Regions from separate parts of the Mus musculus genome. Here regions 1, 2, 3, 5, 6 and 7 are each linked to region 4. A link is a contact called in public Hi-C, HiCAR-type and promoter capture Hi-C data. All regions are on one chromosome and are shown on one strand. The core of a region is the stretch at or near the end of the contact, and the rest is flanking DNA. Distances in the headings are between cores, read along the strand shown.

Evidence for each region. Promoter capture Hi-C pulls out the DNA fragments that hold promoters and counts their contacts. Hi-C and Micro-C count contacts between places; a contact is called where the count stands out from the background. HiCAR-type assays count read pairs that join an accessible place to other places.
Region 1: a promoter capture Hi-C map of pre-B cells shows a contact between it and region 4, with 2.8 times the contacts expected there. The contact joins the promoter of Cyp39a1 here to the promoter of Aars2 in region 4. A contact is called at or near these places in 3 of 39 promoter capture datasets (cranial neural crest, liver and pre-B cells) and 1 of 115 datasets of contacts at active chromatin or transcription factors (pancreatic cancer cells).
Region 2: a contact with region 4 is called in a Hi-C map of B cells, with 9 read pairs. The contact joins the promoter of Cnpy3 here to the promoter of Aars2 in region 4. A contact is called at or near these places in 3 of 39 promoter capture datasets (hippocampal neurons, liver and pre-B cells), 1 of 484 Hi-C or Micro-C datasets (B cells) and 1 of 115 datasets of contacts at active chromatin or transcription factors (double positive thymocytes).
Region 3: a promoter capture Hi-C map of liver shows a contact between it and region 4, with 2.6 times the contacts expected there. The contact joins the promoter of Tbcc here to the promoter of Aars2 in region 4. A contact is called at or near these places in 5 of 39 promoter capture datasets (the 3T3-L1 cell line, the HPC-7 cell line, liver and 1 more).
Region 5: a contact with region 4 is called in a promoter capture Hi-C map of liver, with 3 times the contacts expected there. The contact joins the promoter of Enpp5 here to the promoter of Aars2 in region 4. A contact is called at or near these places in 4 of 39 promoter capture datasets (the 3T3-L1 cell line, hippocampal neurons and liver).
Region 6: a promoter capture Hi-C map of pre-B cells shows a contact between it and region 4, with 11 times the contacts expected there. The contact joins the promoter of Mrps10 here to the promoter of Aars2 in region 4. A contact is called at or near these places in 8 of 39 promoter capture datasets (the C10 cell line, cranial neural crest, hematopoietic stem and progenitor cells and 4 more), 10 of 484 Hi-C or Micro-C datasets (CD4 T cells, erythroblasts, liver and 5 more), 1 of 115 datasets of contacts at active chromatin or transcription factors (astrocytes) and 2 of 9 other capture datasets (adipose tissue and liver).
Region 7: a contact with region 4 is called in a HiCAR-type map of astrocytes, with 3 times the contacts expected there. The contact joins the promoter of Rpl7l1 here to the promoter of Aars2 in region 4. A contact is called at or near these places in 1 of 39 promoter capture datasets (liver) and 1 of 115 datasets of contacts at active chromatin or transcription factors (astrocytes).

The regions. Positions count from the first base shown.
Region 1 is chr17:43,666,072-43,668,771 of GRCm38.p6, reverse strand. It overlaps Cyp39a1 (cytochrome P450, family 39, subfamily a, polypeptide 1), which reads right to left and starts at 1,400. Exons shown (of 12, transcript NM_018887.4): 1 at 978-1,400. The coding sequence starts at 1,163. Slc25a27 (solute carrier family 25, member 27) reads left to right here and starts at 1,558. Exons shown (of 9, transcript NM_001357122.1): 1 at 1,558-1,872. The coding sequence starts at 1,770.
Region 2 is chr17:46,750,834-46,753,533 of GRCm38.p6, reverse strand. Cnpy3 (canopy FGF signaling regulator 3) reads left to right here and starts at 1,320. Exons shown (of 6, transcript NM_028065.4): 1 at 1,320-1,561. The coding sequence starts at 1,411.
Region 3 is chr17:46,889,196-46,891,895 of GRCm38.p6, reverse strand. Tbcc (tubulin-specific chaperone C) reads right to left here and starts at 1,275. Exons shown (of 1, transcript NM_178385.3): 1 at 1-1,275. The coding sequence starts at 1,206. The coding sequence ends at 181. It also overlaps a transcript of Bicral not described here.
Region 4 is chr17:45,505,457-45,508,156 of GRCm38.p6, reverse strand. Aars2 (alanyl-tRNA synthetase 2, mitochondrial) reads right to left here and starts at 1,316. Exons shown (of 22, transcript NM_198608.2): 1 at 1,076-1,316; 2 at 447-638. The coding sequence starts at 1,303.
Region 5 is chr17:44,077,352-44,080,051 of GRCm38.p6, reverse strand. Enpp5 (ectonucleotide pyrophosphatase/phosphodiesterase 5) reads right to left here and starts at 1,250. Exons shown (of 4, transcript NM_032003.3): 1 at 1,070-1,250.
Region 6 is chr17:47,367,496-47,370,195 of GRCm38.p6, reverse strand. Mrps10 (mitochondrial ribosomal protein S10) reads right to left here and starts at 1,309. Exons shown (of 7, transcript NM_001146212.1): 1 at 1,242-1,309. The coding sequence starts at 1,289.
Region 7 is chr17:46,781,228-46,783,927 of GRCm38.p6, reverse strand. Rpl7l1 (ribosomal protein L7-like 1) reads left to right here and starts at 1,272. Exons shown (of 7, transcript NM_025433.3): 1 at 1,272-1,309; 2 at 2,037-2,145. The coding sequence starts at 1,296.

The DNA.
Region 1 (2,700 bases), core at 151-2,650, 1.8 Mb after region 4:
ACACCAACACATGAGTGTACACACACAGAAGTGGGGGAGGGCTAGAAGAAATACTAAATGATAAGAAAATATTATTCATATATTGTGTTTACATGGAATATGGGCATGTGTGTATCACAGCGCCCATGTGGGGGTCTGAGAACAATCTGAGAGAGCTGATTCTCTCCTTCCACCATGTGGGTTCTAAGGTTCAGTCTCAAGATGCCAGGCTTGGCAGCAGACACCTTTACCCACCGAGCCCTCTTGCTGGCCCTCCACCTCAGTTTTTGAGACAAAGCCTCTCTCACTGAACCTGGAGGGGTTGAGGTATGGACTCAGGTTTTTGTGGTTGCTGCAGAAAGCACTTCATCCACCATGCTGGCTTCCCAACCAAAACCACAGTAAGATCTTGGCCGCCAAAATATGAATAGAAATTAAAAGGCCAGCCAGTAAAAGTGCCTTCTCTAAACTGTTCAACATTCAGTAGCTGCTTTATGGGAAAAAAAAAAAAAAAAAAAACCCTTACAGTGGAATCCATTACTTATTTCCTCAGGGCAGGGAATAAGGGAGGGAGGAACTCACCAATAAAATAGTATCTGGTGGTAGGGATGGGGAGAGAAAGAAAGAATATTGGGGAGCTTTTAATCTGTAAAGATCAATTTAGCAAATCAAGTTTTATAAAATCGTAGAGTTACCTCTACTTGTGATACAAATTTATTACTCGTTTTCACAAACTGAAATCATGGAAACTCTTCTGTCGCCGCCCCCAAACTACAAGCTTACATCTGCAATGTTAATAAACACCCACTTAGAATTAACTGCAGGGAATTACTAACAGTCAAAAGACCTGACTATTTCCAACAAGGTATGTAGAGAAACAGAGTAGACGAATTGCCGGAAGTATGTGTATGCCCAATGTTCCAACACTGAGTTTAATAAAAGAAAAATTAGAAAAGGAAATACTACCTCCCTCCAAACTCCCTGTCACTGCTACATACCTTGATTCTTGCTTTTTCTATAAATTCAAGAGGGGCTTTCCCAAACTCAAGTCCAGCTCCAATCCAGGGAATCCAGCCTTGGATGCACGGGGGTCCAAGCAAATTCTTCAACCGAGAGAATAAGAAAAGAACACAGCTTCCCAGAACGGCGATTGCTATTGGTGAGAATAACTCCATAATGCCCATCTTCCAGAATCAACAGACGTTTGAAAACGTCCTTCTCCAGGGGAATCTCCTAGTCCCCCGCCGACTGAGGAAAATGCGCCCAGTTTTGCAAACTCTGAGCCGAGAAACTTTTTAAACAAATTCTCTTGCGTAACTGTGGTTCCTTTGCCCCGCCCCAGTTTTTGTGTGATTTTTGCATTGTGGCTATCTTCCACCTTCCCACGGCTTTCAAATTATGAGAAAAAAAAAAAAAAAAAAAAAAAAAAAAAAAGCTTTGATTTGAACTGGGCTGGGCTGGGCTGGGACGGAGGAGGCGGGAACACATCCTGAGGCGGCGGAGCTCGAGTAAACTAGCTGTTTGCAGCGGGCGCCTAGCTACCAGCCAATCAGAGAAGTCGCTGAGCCCCCAAGAACTACATTTCCCAGAAGCCTCTTGGGTGCGGCTTTGTTTTTCAGCACCTGAGGCCGCCGGACCGGTCCAGCTACCAGGCGGGCGGCGCCTTTGCAGAGCGTAATAAAGGCACATGGTCCTGACCTGACCTCTCTCGGGCTGAAAAGGGGCGGCGCCGGCAGGGTGGCAGGTTCCCAGGCGACCAGCGGTGCCCAGTGGTCCTGACTTGCTGCTGAATGCCTATCGCCGAGGAGGAGAAGCTGCTGCCGCTCACGCAGAGATGGCCCCGGACGAGCAAGTTCCTACTGTCCGGCTGCGCCGCAACCGTGGCCGAGCTAGGTACCGGCCGCCCCCGCCTCGGCCTCCCCAGCGAGTGGCTGCGGCATCGTGCTGGGGGAGGGATGGGCGGGCAGCCTCACTCCTGGCTGGAGTGCATCTTCAGAGGTTGGACCCTCGCAAGGATGTGGTCAGGTGCCCAGTAGGCCAGCTTCGGGAGGAGCGTGGATTGGAGGTGTCCAGGGTCCTTGTCTTCCCATCCCCAGGGATGTTGTCTTATGCCTGAGTGAGTACTCTTGGGCTCTTCATGAGCCCTATACCTCTCTAGGAAACATTTCCCCTTTCGTAAGGATGACCTTTATAGAACCATAATCCATTTGTTCACAGTTTTTTGGTTTGGTTTTGGTTTGTTTTTTTCTTTTTCATCCTCCCTGGGATCGTTTTTTGTGGTTTATAGTCTTATGCTGCCTCGGGAGTCTTTAAGATTTGAGTTGGGGGAAGGGGGACAGTGAGTCCTACCTTGAGGGACTCCAATTGTTAACCATCCCTCTGGAACATTTGCTTAATGCCAGTCAGCCACATCACTTCTCTGAGCCTATACCCGTTAAGGGGAATTCTGAGAAGTAATTTTTATATGTGGTAAATGCAAGGTAGGGGCAGCATTATTCCAGTTGATGCAGTAGTGGGTCCTGGATATACAATTGCAAAAAACCCCAGTGTGGCCTTCTTCCAGGCTCAGTGGGGTGGCGGGTGGGGGGTGGCACATGCAGAGAAAGACATTTATTTACAGCTGCTGCCTGTTGCAGAGAAGCTATTTCTGTGTGTTCCAAGAACATTATAGGAACAAAACAAAACAAGACAGATCCATCTGCCTAAGTGAGTTCAAAGAAA
Region 2 (2,700 bases), core at 71-2,570, 1.2 Mb before region 4:
AAAAGAGATTGGAATACCATACAAAAAATGCTGGGATGTTTATCCATCTGTCCCACATACTTCAAGGTGGTTTTGTTTTGTTTTGTAGATATGGCCTCAAGTAGCTCAGGCTATATCTCCCTCCCCCTCACTATATAGCCAATGACAGGTTTATGCCAGCCTGGAGATGGATCACCAGGGATTTGCACATGGTAGTCAAGTGCTAGGCAAAGATCTCCCAGTGAGCAACATCCCTAAAACTAGGGATTTCTTTTTTAATTCCATTAATTCATGAATTATTGATTTGAGCTTCCCAACAGGCAAACCTCGAGATGTAGGAGGATCACTCTTTGTTTGTTTTTCGAGACAGAGTTTCTCTGTGCAGCCCTGGCTGTCCTGGAACTCACTTTGTAGACCAGGCTGGCCTCGAACTCAGAAATCTGCCTGCCTCTGCCTCCCGAGTGCTGGGATTAAAGTCGTGTGACCATGCCCGGCTAAGAGGATCACTCTTATCTGTTTATTAATCTAGTTTTCATAAGGAGAAACGCAATTACTGGATATCTGGGCTGTTGTGAGGCCCTAAGTATCTATTCGAGTGAGTGGCTGCAATAATAAGCCTTAAAAGCCGGTGTCTAGTGAGTGCTTGCAACTTTATAAAGAAAGCCATGGTTAGGGTTGATGAGTTAGGTTAGTGACTAAAGAGGGCCACCATTAAGCCTTAAGGATCCAAGTTTGAGGTCCAGAACCAACATGGTGGAAGGAGGCAACTGATTCCAGTCGTCTTCCAACCCAAAATAAATATATAAAGACTTTTTTATTAACACCTTAATGGGGGTGGGGGTGCGGGGAGAGGACCACGAGGCCCGGTGTGGAGGTGCACTTAGAGGCAGCTGGATTTCTGAATTCGAGGCCGGCCTGGTCCACGCAGTAAATTCCAGGACAGCCAAGGATACAAAGAAACCCTGTCTCGAAGAACAAAAGACAGAAAACAAGAAACAAAACCATGAAAGATAGTCCGTTATCCAGGGCTAGAATGCCCAAGGCTGGTTCATCCAAGGTATGATGAAGGTTCACCCGCTAGGAACTGATGCTCCAGCTACTGAGCCTCCTTTAGCTGGCAGTGATATCGCTATAGGGCGCCAAAGCCACCATCCGCTCTCTGATTGGCTGAGATGGGAAAAAAAAAAGATAGTTCCTCTCATTGGCTATAAAGCAGACGCCGAGCGAACCCATTGGTTGCGTCGCCCGCGGGCCTTGGTCGGTTTCGCAAGCCGCTAGAGGCTACCGGGCGTGGGGCGGGCCGGAGCTCGCCGTTGCCGTGGTTACCCAGAGGCACGTGCGCAGTCCCGGAAGCGGCCGGGGGAAGCTGCTCCGCGCGCGCTGCCGGAGGAAGCGCCGCCGGGTCCGCTCTGCTCTGGGTCCGGCTGGGCCATGGAGTCCATGTCTGAGCTCGCGCCCCGCTGCCTCTTATTTCCTTTGCTGCTGCTGCTTCCGCTGCTGCTCCTTCCTGCCCCGAAGCTAGGCCCGAGTCCCGCCGGGGCTGAGGAGACCGACTGGGTGCGATTGCCCAGCAAATGCGAAGGTGAGGGGGCGGGGCCGCGGGGCGTAGCCAAGCCCGAGGGGCGGGAGGGGGCGGGGCCTGTGGGAAGGGTCTGGGCCTGGCAGGACCTGGGCTGGGGTCTCCTTGGCCCTGCTGTGTGCTTTGCGGCAATGCTGGGTGCTGTGACTCTCGGATAACCTGGAGATCCCTGCTTTTGGGCGAATCCGGGGGTAGTTGCTCATCAAGACTAGAGGTGGGGGTGGAGGGAAGGCTTCATACAGGAAGCCTGCTGCGAAATGAAGAGTTGGCCAGGGAAAGCATGGCGTGCAGAGGAACTCACTCCGCAGAAACCACAGAAACAGAGGCAGATGAGGAGGCCCTGCCGGCCTAGAAGCCAGAGGGCGAATTTGAGGAACTGAAAAGGTCCATATGACGTAGAAAAGGGAACCTGAAAATTTTCCCGTGGTGCTTTCACTACAACCTAATTTGTGTATGGTTTTGGCTTCTTGAGAACAGGTACTGAGTTGCAAATATTTATTGGCAGACCAAAAAAAAAAAGGGGGGGGGCTTTACATAGGATTATATGGAGGGGCGGTGAGTGTATGTGGAGAGAAGAGACTCACACTCAAAGGATCAAGAGGTCACTTTTTTGAAAGCATCGAGCGCAGAGGAGACTGAAGTGAAGGAGGTAGATTTTAAAAATCGAAGGACAAGGAACTGAGACCTCTCTTTTGCCCTGCTCATCATTGCTCAGTTTCCTCTCAGACCTTTGCAGCCATCGACCTTCTTTCTAAGTCCTCGAAGGCCCCCCTCCCCCGAGTATTCTGGATATCCATTTTATGCACCAAGCAGATGTACACAGGCCAGATGTTCCCTAAGCACTGGATGCTGGGCTGGTGGTTTGGGACACATTAATCCTCCCATTTGAGCTGTTAAATGTGTGGCGAATGGGGGCAGGGGACTCGGCTCAGTGGGTAGAGTGATTGCCAGAGGATCTGAGTTCAGATCCCCAAGACAGATATAAAAAGCCAGACGCTGCAATGTTTGTGCACCCCTGATCCCCGCACCTCCGCACCTAAAGAGATGCACAGGAGACCAGCCAGTCCAACCAAATGATCACGCTCCAGGTTCAAGTGAGAAACCTTGTCTGAAAAACAAAAGATGAAGAACAGTATCAGAAA
Region 3 (2,700 bases), core at 26-2,525, 1.4 Mb before region 4:
CACGCTGTCATACTCAAAGGGAGGCAGGGGAAGGCCAAACCAGCAAAAGTCTGTTACACTGCTATGAATTTAATAGGACTCACAGGAGGGGAGTTTCAACAATTTCTAACCCCTATCACCGCAAACATAAGACAATATCAGGTAAACCGAATGGGACATCACACTGAGTGTGGCCAGTGCTCAATCCCACTGGATGTCTCTCTCCTCTTCAGGAAGAATACTCCAGTTTGGGGAGGCCACGTTTCGGGCCAGCCAGTTGAAATCATCAACCTGGTCCCAGTTATTTTTGCTCCTATCTAAACCGGAGTCCTGGAAGTCCTTGTCGATCCCCGGGTAGCTCCAGGTGTAAGGGGCAAACTGGATGCCGCTGCAGTCCTCCACGATAGCCCTGCTGGTCACTTGCAAGAAGACGCGCGTGTCTTTGGTAGTGTGCACACGGAGCTGCTGGCAAGCCACAGCCAGGACGCAATCTCGACAATCCTCCAGAAACACAGAGGTGGTCACTGGGCCGCAGAGCACCTTGCAGCCGCGGGCCTTCGCAAGCCGCAAGGTGTTGGGATTGCCACACAGTTTGACAGTGCAGTTGGTCAGGTCGCTCAAAAGGACGTCGCGCTGGTGCAGCTCTTCAGCTCTCTTCTCCAGGTCTTGGGACTCCAGGTTGGAGAAGCCACAGGCCCAGCTGGCCCCGGGAGCTCCCTCCTCCTCCTTGGTCACCGGTGGAGAAGGGGCCGCCGAGGCGACGGGTGCGGCGTCTACCTGGGCGGTCCCCGCAGCATCCTTCTTCCGTGCCTTGAAGGCGAAGCGCTTCTTGGGCTGCAACTCCTGGCGACGTTCCGTTAGGACAGCCTGCAGCTGCGCCAACGCCGCCTGGCCCTGCCGCAGGTCGTAGGCGGCGAGGAAGAGCACCGAGTCGTTCAGGAGCTTCCGCAGGCCCTGGAGCCGGTTGGCCGCCTCTTCCAGCCGCTCCGCCGACGCCTCGCCCCGCAGCAGCTCCTCGACCGCTGCGCGCTCCCGGGCGAAGGCGGCGGCGAAGAAGCCGCTCTTCTCCTCCTCCACCTCCTGGTCCTGCCGCTTCTGCTTGCGTCTCTCCACCTCTATCTGCCTCTCCTGTTCGCGCCTCTGAAGTCGCTCGGGCACCAGGCTCAGGTCCCGCGGGGAGCCAGCGGCAGCGTCGGCCAGAGCCATGGAGCAGTCCACACCCTCCATCTTGACTCCAGGCTTCCTCCCCCGCCGCCTTGCCTCCGAGCGCTCGCTCTCCGCGCGAGGCCTCCCACCAACGCGCGCTGTGATTGGCCAGCTGCGGTGACGTCAGCTCCCTCCATATTCTCCTCGCCTATTGGTTTCTTCGCGTTGGAGGGGCGGGAAGGAGGGCGGGGCCGGCTGACAGGAGGGGGTGGGGAGACAAAGGTCCTGGTGGATGGGTGGGGTGGGAGGCAGTCGGGTGAAGCTTTTTTTTTTTTTTTTTTTTTCTTCTTAAAGGGGCAGGACTTATATCCGGGATTGTGGGGTGAGTTGCAGCAGCGGCAGCTGCACATGTGGGTTTGTTTATAAGAACAAGGTTAGAAACTCGCAGGCCTCCCCCTCCCCCCAGCTCCTCCCTGCTACCCCCTTACAGGCCGGAGATCTGCTGCAGGGTGGTGGGGAGGAATCTGTGCTTGTGGTGTTGTGGGGGACAGGTAGTGCGAGAAAGATGGAGGGGGGGGTTATTGCACCTCCCGGACCGCGTCGGAGGAAGCTGCAGCTGGAACAGCTGGCCAGGGAACCGCTTGCATGCCTCTGGGTTTTTTTCTTTCTTTCTCTCTCTCTCTTTTTTTTTCCCTTTCCCTTTTCCCTTCCATCACCTCTTTGCTCAGCCGGTCCCTGCCGCCCCGGTAACCCTCATCCTTCCTGCCCTCCCCCATCCACTGCAGCTCGGCGCGGCCTGGGGGCGTCTGGGTCCCCGTGGGCAGTTACTGGGGCGGGAAGAAAGCGCAAATCACCGCTATGGGAAAGACTGGGTTCCTCGCTGGAGCGGGCTCCGGGGTTCCTGGGGGAGTCTAAAAACAGATTATTTTTTTTAATGGCCAATTGCTGCAGTCGGAGGGGGGGCGGGGGAGGATGACATGCCACCCCCACCGTCTTGCTCCCTGACGCGGTGGCAGCCACTCCCTGCGCAGCTGGCAACCGCTGGCCGCGCGGGGCTAAGACCCTCAGCCGGAGCGCCTCGCTTCTCCCTATAGGGCCGGCGGTCTTTAGGAAGGCGATGGGGAAACGGTACATTATTTCTAGAGGTGGTGGGAGGGATTTGTCACCGGAAGTGAACGAGCCTAGCCTAAAGTCCAGACCAACCCGAGGTGCGAGTGGGCAGCCAAGACCGTGCAGTCCCTGGCAGAAGCCCAAGGCGGCGGCCGCCGAGGACTCGGGTGGCATCCTCGCGTGCTGCCTTCAGCCACCGTGCCTTCTGGACTCGGTGGCCCATACAGTTCTCGGTTTCAGCCCCATCTCCGCCCTTGTTGCCAACCTCCATTTTTGTTCTTTTAATTGGGATTTTTTTAACTGCCCAAAATACTCATTTGAAAATTTACCAATATGCCTGCGTTTTCCTGCAGATAAAGATGGGAGGAAACGAGAGCCATTCAATTAAGTTGGCATTAAGACTTGAGTTGCAAGCCTCACGTCCCATTTGCCTCCTTTCCTAACCATAAAAAAAAAAAAAAAATC
Region 4 (2,700 bases), core at 67-2,566:
CAATCAGCGAAGTGAGGCATATTCTTTCCTATTGGATGTCGTGTGTGTATGTGTGTGCCCGTGCCCGTGTATGTGTGGTGTACACACCTGTAACATGTGGACATGTGCTTGTGAAAGTCAAAGGACAACTATGGGTGACTGTACTTAGGAGCTAATTTTTGTTTAAAACAGGGTCTCTCATTAGCTTGGGACTTTGATGTTGGCCAGACTAGCTTGTCTGTGAACTTCTTCAGGGATCTGTTTCCATCTCCCATCTGGCCATTCCAGCATCATAGGCACACACCGTTAGCCCGCACTTTAAATTCGAGTTCTGGGGAATCCACAAGCACTTTACCAACCCAGTCATCTTTCTGTCTCCCCTATAACACACTGTGTTTAGCTCTTGGTCACAACATCCAGCACTCAGGGTTCAAAGACTTTAACTCTAGAGCTCCCTGGAAACTCACCTTAAAATATTCACCCCCGAAAGCCCAGTTGCCAAGCATCTCGAAAAACGTATGATGAGAGAGATCACGCCCCACATCCTCCAGGTCGTTATGGCGTCCTCCAGCCCTGACACACTTCTGGCTATTAACTACACGTCGGAAGCCTGCCATCTCACTTCGTGGATCCACTGTGCCCAGGAAGATGGGCTTGAACTAGAAGCACATAAAAGTCAGGAAGGGTAGAGAAGAGGTAAATGAACTTAAACAAGAGACTCTGCCTAGTAAAAAGTAGTAAAATTTACAGATAAGGGAAGTGGTTGGACAGAATCAAAGCTTCAAGAATATTACCAAGCACCTAGCAGGAGTGCAATAAATGTCTACTCAATGGATGAATTTTATTTATTTAAATAGTCTTCCACTCAGAGCCTGCCCCTCAGGACTTCACAGCTGCTATCCAGAGATAATAAACTTAATTTCTCCCCACAAGTTTCCAAGCTAATTCCCCAAGACCTAACCAGGCCCCCACCCCATTTTACCCAGCCTCTCTTCCACTCAGAGTTCCGCCCCTCACTTTTTTGGTCCAATCCTGAAGCGCTTTTCTCAGGCTGACTCCCGAGCTCCGCCCCCGATCGGTGTGGCCCCGCCCCTACCTGGTTCATGCCTGCATTGACGAAAAGCAGGCTGGGGTCGCCGCGCGGCCTCACGGTAGCGGAGGGCACGAGCCGGTGGCCGTGGCGATCTCGGAAGAAGCTCAGGAAGGCGTCCCGCACGGCCGCTCCGTGGGGTGGACCGGGCTCGGTTGAGAAAGGCTGCCATGGGCACGACCTCCCAATGGCTCGCCGCAGCTTACCGGCTGCGGCAGCCAACGCCACCGCCATCTTAGCTCCGGGCAACGGCTTCGCGGGGTCAAAGAGTGACGTTCGAAAGGACGCCTAGTGTTTCCTACAGCGGCCCCTGGCGGGTGGAAGACTTGGGGGGGGGGCAAGTCTCAGCTTCTAGTGAAAGTGTTTCCCCAAGAAGGGGACTTCTTCCCCTGGCGAGCGGCTCAGCATACCGTAACTTTGCATAGAGTAGGCCCTTAATTCATCCAGGATTGAACAGATAATTATAAAAAGATCATTACATGCTAGGCTGTATTTTGAACGTTAGTAGCAATATTAACACAATGCCTCTGCTTCCAAAATCTGTATTCTGGCAGTAATGGTTGTTGTGCTATTGATTTTGTGGAGTTGCAAAGGAACAGGTGTGGGTGCAATTCGGTGCGTGGACCGTGTGGTTTGTGCTGATCCAGGCTGAAGAGTGCCAAGGGATCGTGAGTATTCAAGAGGTGGTCAAGAACCCTGCGTAAGTGCCAGGCACTGCTCTAAGACCTTGCCAGGTCCTCTTCTGCCCTCGGTTTGCAGAGCCACTTTGTCCTTAGGGACTGAAGCAGGTTCTTTGGAGCAGGAGTCTGGTGGAGACACAGAAGCCAGACTGCATCTGCTCCATTATTAATTGCTTAATGACATTTGGTCTTTTAATTTGCTTGGGGATGAGAGAATCCAGGTCGACAGGTCAGGACAAAGCTGTTGGCTGAGAGCTGTGGCGATGGCTTTCCATGAGCCTCCCAGGGCCCTGAGGCTTTGAATTTTGCTGAGAGAAAAGAGATACCTGTCCTGGCAGGCCCAGTCCCCTTGACTTCCTTTCTATGGTAACAGACCTTGTGGGTGCAGCTAGACAGCTCAAGGACTTCTCATGATGACCTTGCTTGACCTTTAGTCTGGGAAAGTTAGCAGATCTAGGAAGAGAAAGGGATTTGCCAAGTTTAAGACCCAACAGAGCAGTGGTTCTCACCCTGTGGGTTGCAACCACATAGGGTTGCATATCATTCATTTACATTACGATTTGTAACAATAGCAAAATTACAGTTATGAAGTAGCAATGAAATAATTCTATGGTTAGGGGCCATCACAACATGAGGAACTGTTTTAAAGGGTTGAAGCATTAGGAAGGTTGAGAGCCACTGCACTAGAGGTTACAGAACTGAGGTCTTTGTGGTCAGAAGGACAGCCTTGGCCACCCAGGGGGCTCTTTTGGCCACCAGTCTTTGTGTGTTATTTGGGTCTTTTGAACTTTTGAAGCACAGCTTCTTTTCGGGGAATACATAGTCTATTTTGGACTTGAGTTTCTATAGCAATAGTGAATTCTGACAAGCCTGTATATCTATCCCGTGATCCTCTGCCTTCTCTTTTCCATGTAGGTTAAAGGTGTTGTTCTGCCTCTTTTGGTTTCCTCC
Region 5 (2,700 bases), core at 1-2,500, 1.4 Mb after region 4:
CATGTGTGATGTGTGTGTGTATGTGTGATATGTGTATGTGTGGGATGTGTGCATGTGTGATTGTGTGTGCATGTGTGATGTGTGTGCATGTGTGATGTGTGTGATATGTGTGCATGTGTGATGTGTGTGATATGTGTACATGTGTGGAATGTGTGCATGTGGCTCTGACTTGCCTTGCTATGGTCTAGGAATGGGCAGATGTAACCTATGAGGCAGGCTGGCTTTGTTTTCAGAACCATAAGCTGTATGCAAAGGATGCATATGAGCTTAAGGTTAGATTTGCTTTTTTAAACTGTGGTTTCATCCAGACTAGAAACTGTTTTGGACATTGGTCTCAAGACAATGACTGATTCCAAACTTAAATTTACTATTGTATCTTGAATGCCACTCATTCTGGGAGCAACATTAATAATGGCCATGACGGGGAATTAAATGTATGCAGGAAACTGCAAATGACTGATCCCTGTTTCTTCCCTCTTTTCTTTTCTTTCCCCCAATTTTCTCTCCCATCTCACTAACACGAAGGAAATTATTATCAACCAAATACAATTTAATGCCAAGAAAGAATCAGTTGCACGGAACATATGATTTTTTTCCCATCTATTTTAGTTAATTGAGGTAAATAGAAGACAACTGTTTTCTTGGGGCAAACTGAAGCGAAGTATGAGGCTCTGTCTAAAGCTCGGGGATGTTCGATAATAAGAAGCAACATAATTACATGGGTGCCACAACGCAGGTGGGGGTGGGGATGAGGAAAAAAGGACAAATCTCTCATTTCTCCACGCAGAAACAGCACGGAGCCCTGAAACTCTCTAGATCTCGATTGAAATCGCCCTGGCCTTTCCAGTCCTTCCTCTCTCCAGCCTCCCCCACCCCCACCCCGCCCCAACCTAAGCAAACAGGCGCACCAATCAAAGAGCAGAGGAGTGGGCTTATGTCAGGGTGTTTGCCAGGGTGGGTGGGTGCGTCGCCTCTTCTCTACGGGGTTGCTAGGCCTCCCCGCCCCGCTGGCCGGTGACAGCCCCAGTGTGGGCCTCTGGAGGCAGGCCACCCTTCTCCGGGGACTCACCCGCGCTGAGACAGATCTGTCCTGGAACGTTTGGGACCAAGAGGAGGCAGAAACAAGGGGCACTGTAGGATCCTGTTCGCTCACCTGCACGCAGCCTCAGCGCAGAGCACCTGACTCGTCGCTGCAGCCCGCCCCGCTGCTGGAACGCCATTGGCTCCCGCCAGCTTGTCACTGTTACCAGGGTGAAAAATCCGCTCCTAGGAGTAGCTGTGCTGCCTGTCAATTAGCGGAAGCAGGGGGGCGGGCGCTGCGTGGGTTTGAAGGAGGGGGACTTGGTGGCCAGGTTTGGGGATAGGGATGGGTGGCTGGGGGCTCTTGTCACTCAGAACTGCCCTGGTAGGCCTGTTGTGTCCGTGATATTGAGGGACTTTAGTGTGCTATCCCAGTGGTTGGAGATCTGAAACTCATGTTCATTATAAGCTAATTTTATTCTACCATCTCTTCTGAGTTTTCTTCTTCCTTTATCATAAACTGATGACGTCACTCAGTAAGCTTTAATTGAAGGAGGGACATCAGAATATCCAAGCTTGCCATGAGATGGTGTTAATAATTCGAAACAGGGTCTCATTTAGCTCACCATAGTGTGGAACTCAGTTTGTAGCCCAGCATTACCTCAGTCCTAGTACCTTCCTGCTCCAACTTCCTAAATTCTGGGGATTACAGGCATGTATCACCATGCCAGGTTTTATGAGGTGCTGGGAATTAAACCCAGGTTTTCCTGGATGCCAGCTGAGCACTCTCTCAACTGAAGAATATCCTTAGCCCTCATGAATCTTTTGTTCATGAATAGCTGGTGTCAAGTATTTCCTCTATGGAAGGCTTTGGGAATCTAGTCTGTTCTGAAGCCCAATGTGTGACTTCCAAGTGTTTGCATCTTATTATAAGTTGGCCACGCAGGCACTCCCCACTCCTATCCTCCAAGCAGTAGCACCTGAAAGCTTCAGCTAACCAAATCTGTCTGCAATAGGCAGTATTATCTGCTTGATTGTCACAACTGAAGTTTCAACATTTAATCAGCTGGTAAGGCTACAAGCATCCACAGCTGTGGCCTTGGTGCCTGTCTGTAACAAATGTCTTCTGTTCTGTGTGCTGGGGCTGTGATGTTTGTAGCCACGTTCTGTAAAGGAATTGAGCCCTTTGGTCTTAGCCTTTGGTGTATTTCTAATGAGGGGACAGTCTCAACTCTAGCCATGGGCACTTGCTAAATTGGGCGGCACTGCCCTGAAGGGCATTTGGGCACTCTGCCATGGGGATTTTTATCATTTTCAACACGTGGGAAGGAGGCGGAAAGGGAGGTTGTTTCTGCGTGTAGCCAGACCCAAAACCATGAAGCTGCACAACTTGTTCCGAAGCCCCAAGTCCTGACCTTTGAAACTGCTCAAAGTTGGAAGGAGGTGGTTCAGTCTAGTAAGTCCTTATCTCCCAGCCTAAGAAGCCAATTCCTTGTTCACTCCAAAGAAAGAAAACCTGGAAGAAAAAAAAATCAGGGGTGAGAATGGGCCTGTTTCTATGTGGGTCATTGAGAATTGGAGGCTCTGCTCACGTGACAGGCTGCCATGCTCTGCAAACTTTTTATGGAAGTTGGGATTGTTTCCCACCCGCCACGCTTACTAAATTGTACAGTGTAGTTG
Region 6 (2,700 bases), core at 60-2,559, 1.9 Mb before region 4:
TGCTTTGGAAAGCAGGCTTTCTAAAGTGTTAACTAACCTGGGACGATATCGAGGCTGGAGTGATGGCTCGGCAACCCTAGCAGACCACTCGAGTCCCACAGAAGGCTACAAATGGGCTTCAGTGGCAGAACCCTTGTCTGGTGTAAGCAAGGCCCTGGGTTCAATCTCTAGTATGAAAAACAAACTTTTTGGAATCTTTGATCCTTTTTTTTTTCGAGACAGGGTTTCTCTGTGTAGCCCCGGCTGTCCTGGAACTCACTTTGTAGACCAGGCTGGCCTTGAACTCAGAAATCCGCCTGCCTCTGCCTCCCGAGTGCTGGGATTAAAGGCGTGCGCCTCTTGCTTTGGCCTCTCAAGGGCTGGTATTACAGGTGTGGGCCACCACCTCTGGGTTACATGCTGCTGTGGGGCCGACAGGGCCAGCTTTAGGCATTAGGCCCTTGAGCAACCGAGCCACAGTGTCAGCTCTTCCTTTTTTAAAGAATTCGTTTATTTTGGGACAGGGCCTCAATATGCAAGCCAGGTTTTACAAGTAATGCTATTTCAGGGTCAGCCATCTGACCCAGTTCTGAGCATTATTTTCAAAACTACTAAATGACCATTGAGAAGAGTCACAAAAGTTTCAAGACCAAAGTTCTTGAGAACAGCCTGGTTTTTTTGTTTTTAATTTAAATTATTTTTGTGATAGGATCTCAATACATAACCTGGCTGTCTTCGAACCCAGAAGTTCGTCCGCCTGCCTCCTTTCCCCAGTGCTGTGATTCATGCCATGCGAACTCCAGGCAAGTTTTCCTTTTTCAAAGACCCTCTCGAGGGAGATCTGACCCATTCCCCTGACCTGGGAGCTCTCGGGTCACCTCCTCAGCCGTGGAGGCGAGCAGGGCGTCCCAGTGGGGCTGCACCGGGGCTTTATGTGACCCAGCGTTTGCTGGCTCGGTTCCTAAGAATCCGAGACCAGCGTTGTCTTCTCTGAGCTCACGGTTTCCATGGCCCTCTCTACCGTGGAGGGAGGGCTCTGAACGCGTTTTCCTCATCCTTCCTGCTCTGACGTCTTACGGTTCTCGCTCCCGTCTTGCCAATTTATGTAGGGTCCCTCGAGAGAAAAACCTGCCCTTTTCTTGTCACTTTCTAATAACTTCCTCCAACGGAGGATGACTCCGTACGGGTCGGGCAGAGGGTGGCAGCGAGACTCGACGATGACGGCGCCGTCGGCAGCCGGGACCCCACGCCCACCCCTTTACCTGCTGCAGGCGCCGGCACAGAGCCACACACGCTGCGCGCGCCGCCATCTTGGTGCCCTGATCGCCCAGGACCGCTTCCGGGGTCACAGCATTGTTCGCGAACCATAGAGTTCGAAAAGGAAAGAGTGTCTCCTGTGTTCCGACACTGAAACAACCATAGAGACGGTGCTCCTTGAATTTTTTTAAAATTATATTTTAAATTTTCTATTTTCTTATTTATTTACTTATTTATTATTCACTCATTCATTTAAGGTTTTGAGTGGATGCGTCGCTTCCGCCGTCTGGATAAACTCCCAGGTTCTATCTATACGCTGTCTATCCTAAGATCCTATTTGTCTTGGGTGGTTCTGTTTGCTTAGAGACAAACACAACAGAAATACTTGGGAAGGAAGTTGCTGCTGCTACTGAGTCCAAATTCTAACATTTTACCTTATTGCAAAAGGCGTTTCATTCTTAAACTTTGTTCACACCATCGGAATGCCAGGCTTGTTAATGGATTTTTCTAAATTGTGTTTTTCAAAATGCCTTCCCATGCAATTTAGCATAATGGAAGCTCCACACTTAGGCGCTCTGGTTTCTATTTAGGTGGGTGACTTGATCAAATTTCTTCCGTACTTTGAACCCCCTTTTTTTTTTTTTTTTTCTTTCACTTGCCAAGTAGAGATGAGAACAAATCATACTTGCAGTAGAGGATTAAATGAGATTAAAATGCTACATGATAAATGTCATCCTGAATTTGTGACATCTCTTCTACATCCTGGGCCTTAAGAGGTTGTTGGGAAAATGAATAAGGGTCAACTTAATGCGAATGAAACAAAGTATATGTCTTAGTAAGGGTTTCTATTGCTGCTACAAAACAACATGATCAAAAAGCAAGCTGGGGAGGAAAGGGTTTATTTGGCTTGCACTTCCAGATCACAGTCCATCACTGGAGGAAGTCAGGACAGGAACTCAAGCAGAGCTGGAATCTGGAGGCAGGAGCTGATGCAGAGGCCATGGAGGGGTCCTGCTTACTGGCTTGCTTCCCATGGCTTGCTCAATCTGCCTTCTAATAGAACCCAGAACTACCAACCCAGGAATGGCAGCACCCACAGTAGGCTGGGCCCTCCCCCACAGATCAGCAGTTGTGAAAATGCCTTACAGTTGGATCGTATGGAGATATGTCTTCAACTGAGGCTCCTTCCTCTCCAGTGACTCCAGCTTGGGTCAAGTTGACACACAAAACTAGCCAATACTATATCTCCATAAACCATCATGCCAATGTAAAGCTGGGTCTCCCACAAGCAGGCATTAATTCTTATTTGGCAGGCCAGAGAACTAAGCAAAGGGTAGAATGTCCAGATGGCACAACTGATGAGAGATTTATGAATATGGACCACTTTCCTGCCCCTCAGGCGGGCCTATATGTGATCTCTATATGGAAACAGAATCTTTAACTAGTGTGTGGCTGGATTTGGCT
Region 7 (2,700 bases), core at 23-2,522, 1.3 Mb before region 4:
TTATTATTATTATTATTATTATTATTATATGTAAGTACACTGTAGCTGTCTTCAGACACTCCAGAAGAGGGCGTCAGATCTTGTTACAGATGGTTGTGAGCCACCATGTGGTTGCTGGGATTTGAACTCTGGACCTTCGGAAGAACAGTCGGGTGCTTTTACCCACTGAGCCATCTCACCAGCCCCGGACAGAGATTTTTGAGGAAACTTAAAAACAAGCATGGTTCTAGCGCAATCCATGGAATAGTTTAGAATACCTGGTATGCCTGGTGCAGGAGGCCGGAAGAGGTCGTGCCCTTAATCTCCTTTGACATTCATCTGGTAATGACATTAGCGTGTTGAGTGGACTAGTTTTTTAGTGTGTTCCAACATCATGTATCAGTCCTTGGGTACTCAACAATTCCTTGCAGAGTCCCACTGTAGTGAAGTGGTGTAGTGAGGTGCAGAAGAGACACAGAAAATAAGAAAAGTCTCCTGCCCATAAGCCAAAGGTGTAGGATAAAGGCTGTGGGTGGCGACCCTTTCTAGTGTTATATAGTGGCGTTGTCCTAGGCTAGAGCATAAAACAGCACTGTGCTAGCATAAAACAGCACTGTGCTAGTATGTGGCAATGGGAGTAAATTCTGAGAAACTTAAACAAGTGAAGGCTCTGAGATGGAAATGGAGCATTTCTAGTTTCTGGCTCCACTGTTTACCCAACTTGTGCTAAGGCTTTGTAAATCTTAAGGAGCCCCCTGGCGGCCACTGGGAACCCGTAGATATTCATTGTACGGATGAGGAAGCCGAGATGCAGAAAGGTGAGGAATTCAAAGGCTCACAGAGTAGGTGACACATTTTTATTTCCGCAAATCCTCCACAAATAACCGCCCACCAAATGTGAGTGCCACGTCGGTCCTTCAAGTCTCCGGGAATAAAAACCTCACCTAAGCAAGGCGGCCAACTTCTGTAGAGCCCGTGCCGTAGCGGAAGCTGCAGATGCATTGTGGAAAGCCTTTAAATTGTTCACAAGCGGCCGAGTTCGAGACCCTACAGCCTAACTGAAAAGGGTTGGATCCAGACGGGTGTCAGACTCTAGAGACCTTAGAAGGGATGGGAAGAAAACTGGAGGGTTTTTTGCCGGAATCCTGGCTAGCAAGACCTTTTCCCAGACGCTCACATTCGCTAAGGAATCTCAGGCTGCCTGAGTCCTCCTGCGGGAGCGAGAGTCCGTCTCTATGATACAAGAGACGTCGAGGCGGGCCTCTCTACCCCGCCCGGTGAGGCTGCGCAAGCGCAGTAGCTGAAGCACCGGAAAGATGGCGGAGGAAGGGTGAGTGTGTCTTCGGATCTCTCTATGGGGCTTTGAGGATCCGATGCCATCCTTTCTGTTTGTACTCTGGTGATACAAAAGGAAGCTGTGGGCTGTGGAGAGAAAAGAAAAAGGCTCCATAGTATGAAGTCAAGGTGGGGGCTGAGATGCTGTAGGGCTCCGCGACCAGGGATCGGGACGACTTTGGAAGCAGCGAGAAGAGGAACTGAGGTTCGGAGGGGCGAGTGGCTGCGTAGCGCCAGAGTTGAGTTCGCTCAGCTTGGCTGTCATGTCTTTCACAGTTTGGTACACACGTACAGTGTATTTTGATCGTATCACCTCCCCATCATCTCTTATTCCCCTGCGTCTTCCACCAAGCTCTTTCCCCCCAATTCCCCCTCCTGCTTTCATGTGCCCCCCCCCCCCACCTCATCCTAGCTCGACTTAATCATTACTCTTCTTGATGGATCTGTGATAGCCCCTTTCTGGATTTTACTAGAATTTCCTTGCCGCTAGTGACAGGTCATAGCCTACAGTTGTTAAAGCTCCACGGACCAAAACGAACCCAGAGAGCAAAGGTTTTTCCTGATTTTTAAAGGCTCTCGGGACGAGTGAGCATTACAGGAGCACGGCGAAGACTCATCAGAAACTTTAGGTCCCGGGAAGACCAGGATCTCGAATTGGTTTGGAAAGCCACCAAATGTTGGTTTGGCAATTTTCATTAATGTCAAATTTGTTCCTTTATCAGGGAAAGAAAAAAAATTCCTTTGGTTCCAGAAAATCTTCTGAAAAAGAGGAAGGCTTATCAAGCCCTCAAAGCCACTCAGGCAAAGCAGGCACTTTTGGCAAAGAGAGAGGTAATTCTGAGAGGGGGGGGGTTAGGATTTGTAGTGGACGGATTTTACTAAACGGTGTTCGTTGAACTAGATTTGTTATCAGATCCCTCACAGGTTTCTCCCTCATAGTCCTCCATTTAGCAAAGATTTACCCACCATCTTTCTGTGAGCAAAATGTTAGACCAGCCTTTAAGGGAAAAGTGAAGACATTTTCTGAATTCAAATTTAGTGGTAAAACCAAATTTGGCAGGGAAAAAAATAGATTATTTTAAAAATGTTTTGTTGGGGTTGGTTTGTTTCTTAGATGGGGTCTGTACATATGGTCTGGAATACTGTATGACCAGGCTGGCCTCAAACTAACAGATCAGCCTACTTAGGCCTCTAGAATGCTGCGATTAAATTGCTATCTGTGGCACACTTTTCAGCATTCTAGAAGGTTGAGACAGGAAAATGGAGAGTTTGGCTATATAAAGAGAACCTGTCTCAAACCAAAAGTATCCAACAATTTTAAAAGTTTATTTAGAATCACGTGTGGGCTGGAGAGATGGCTCAGCCCTTAAGAGCACTGACTGCTCT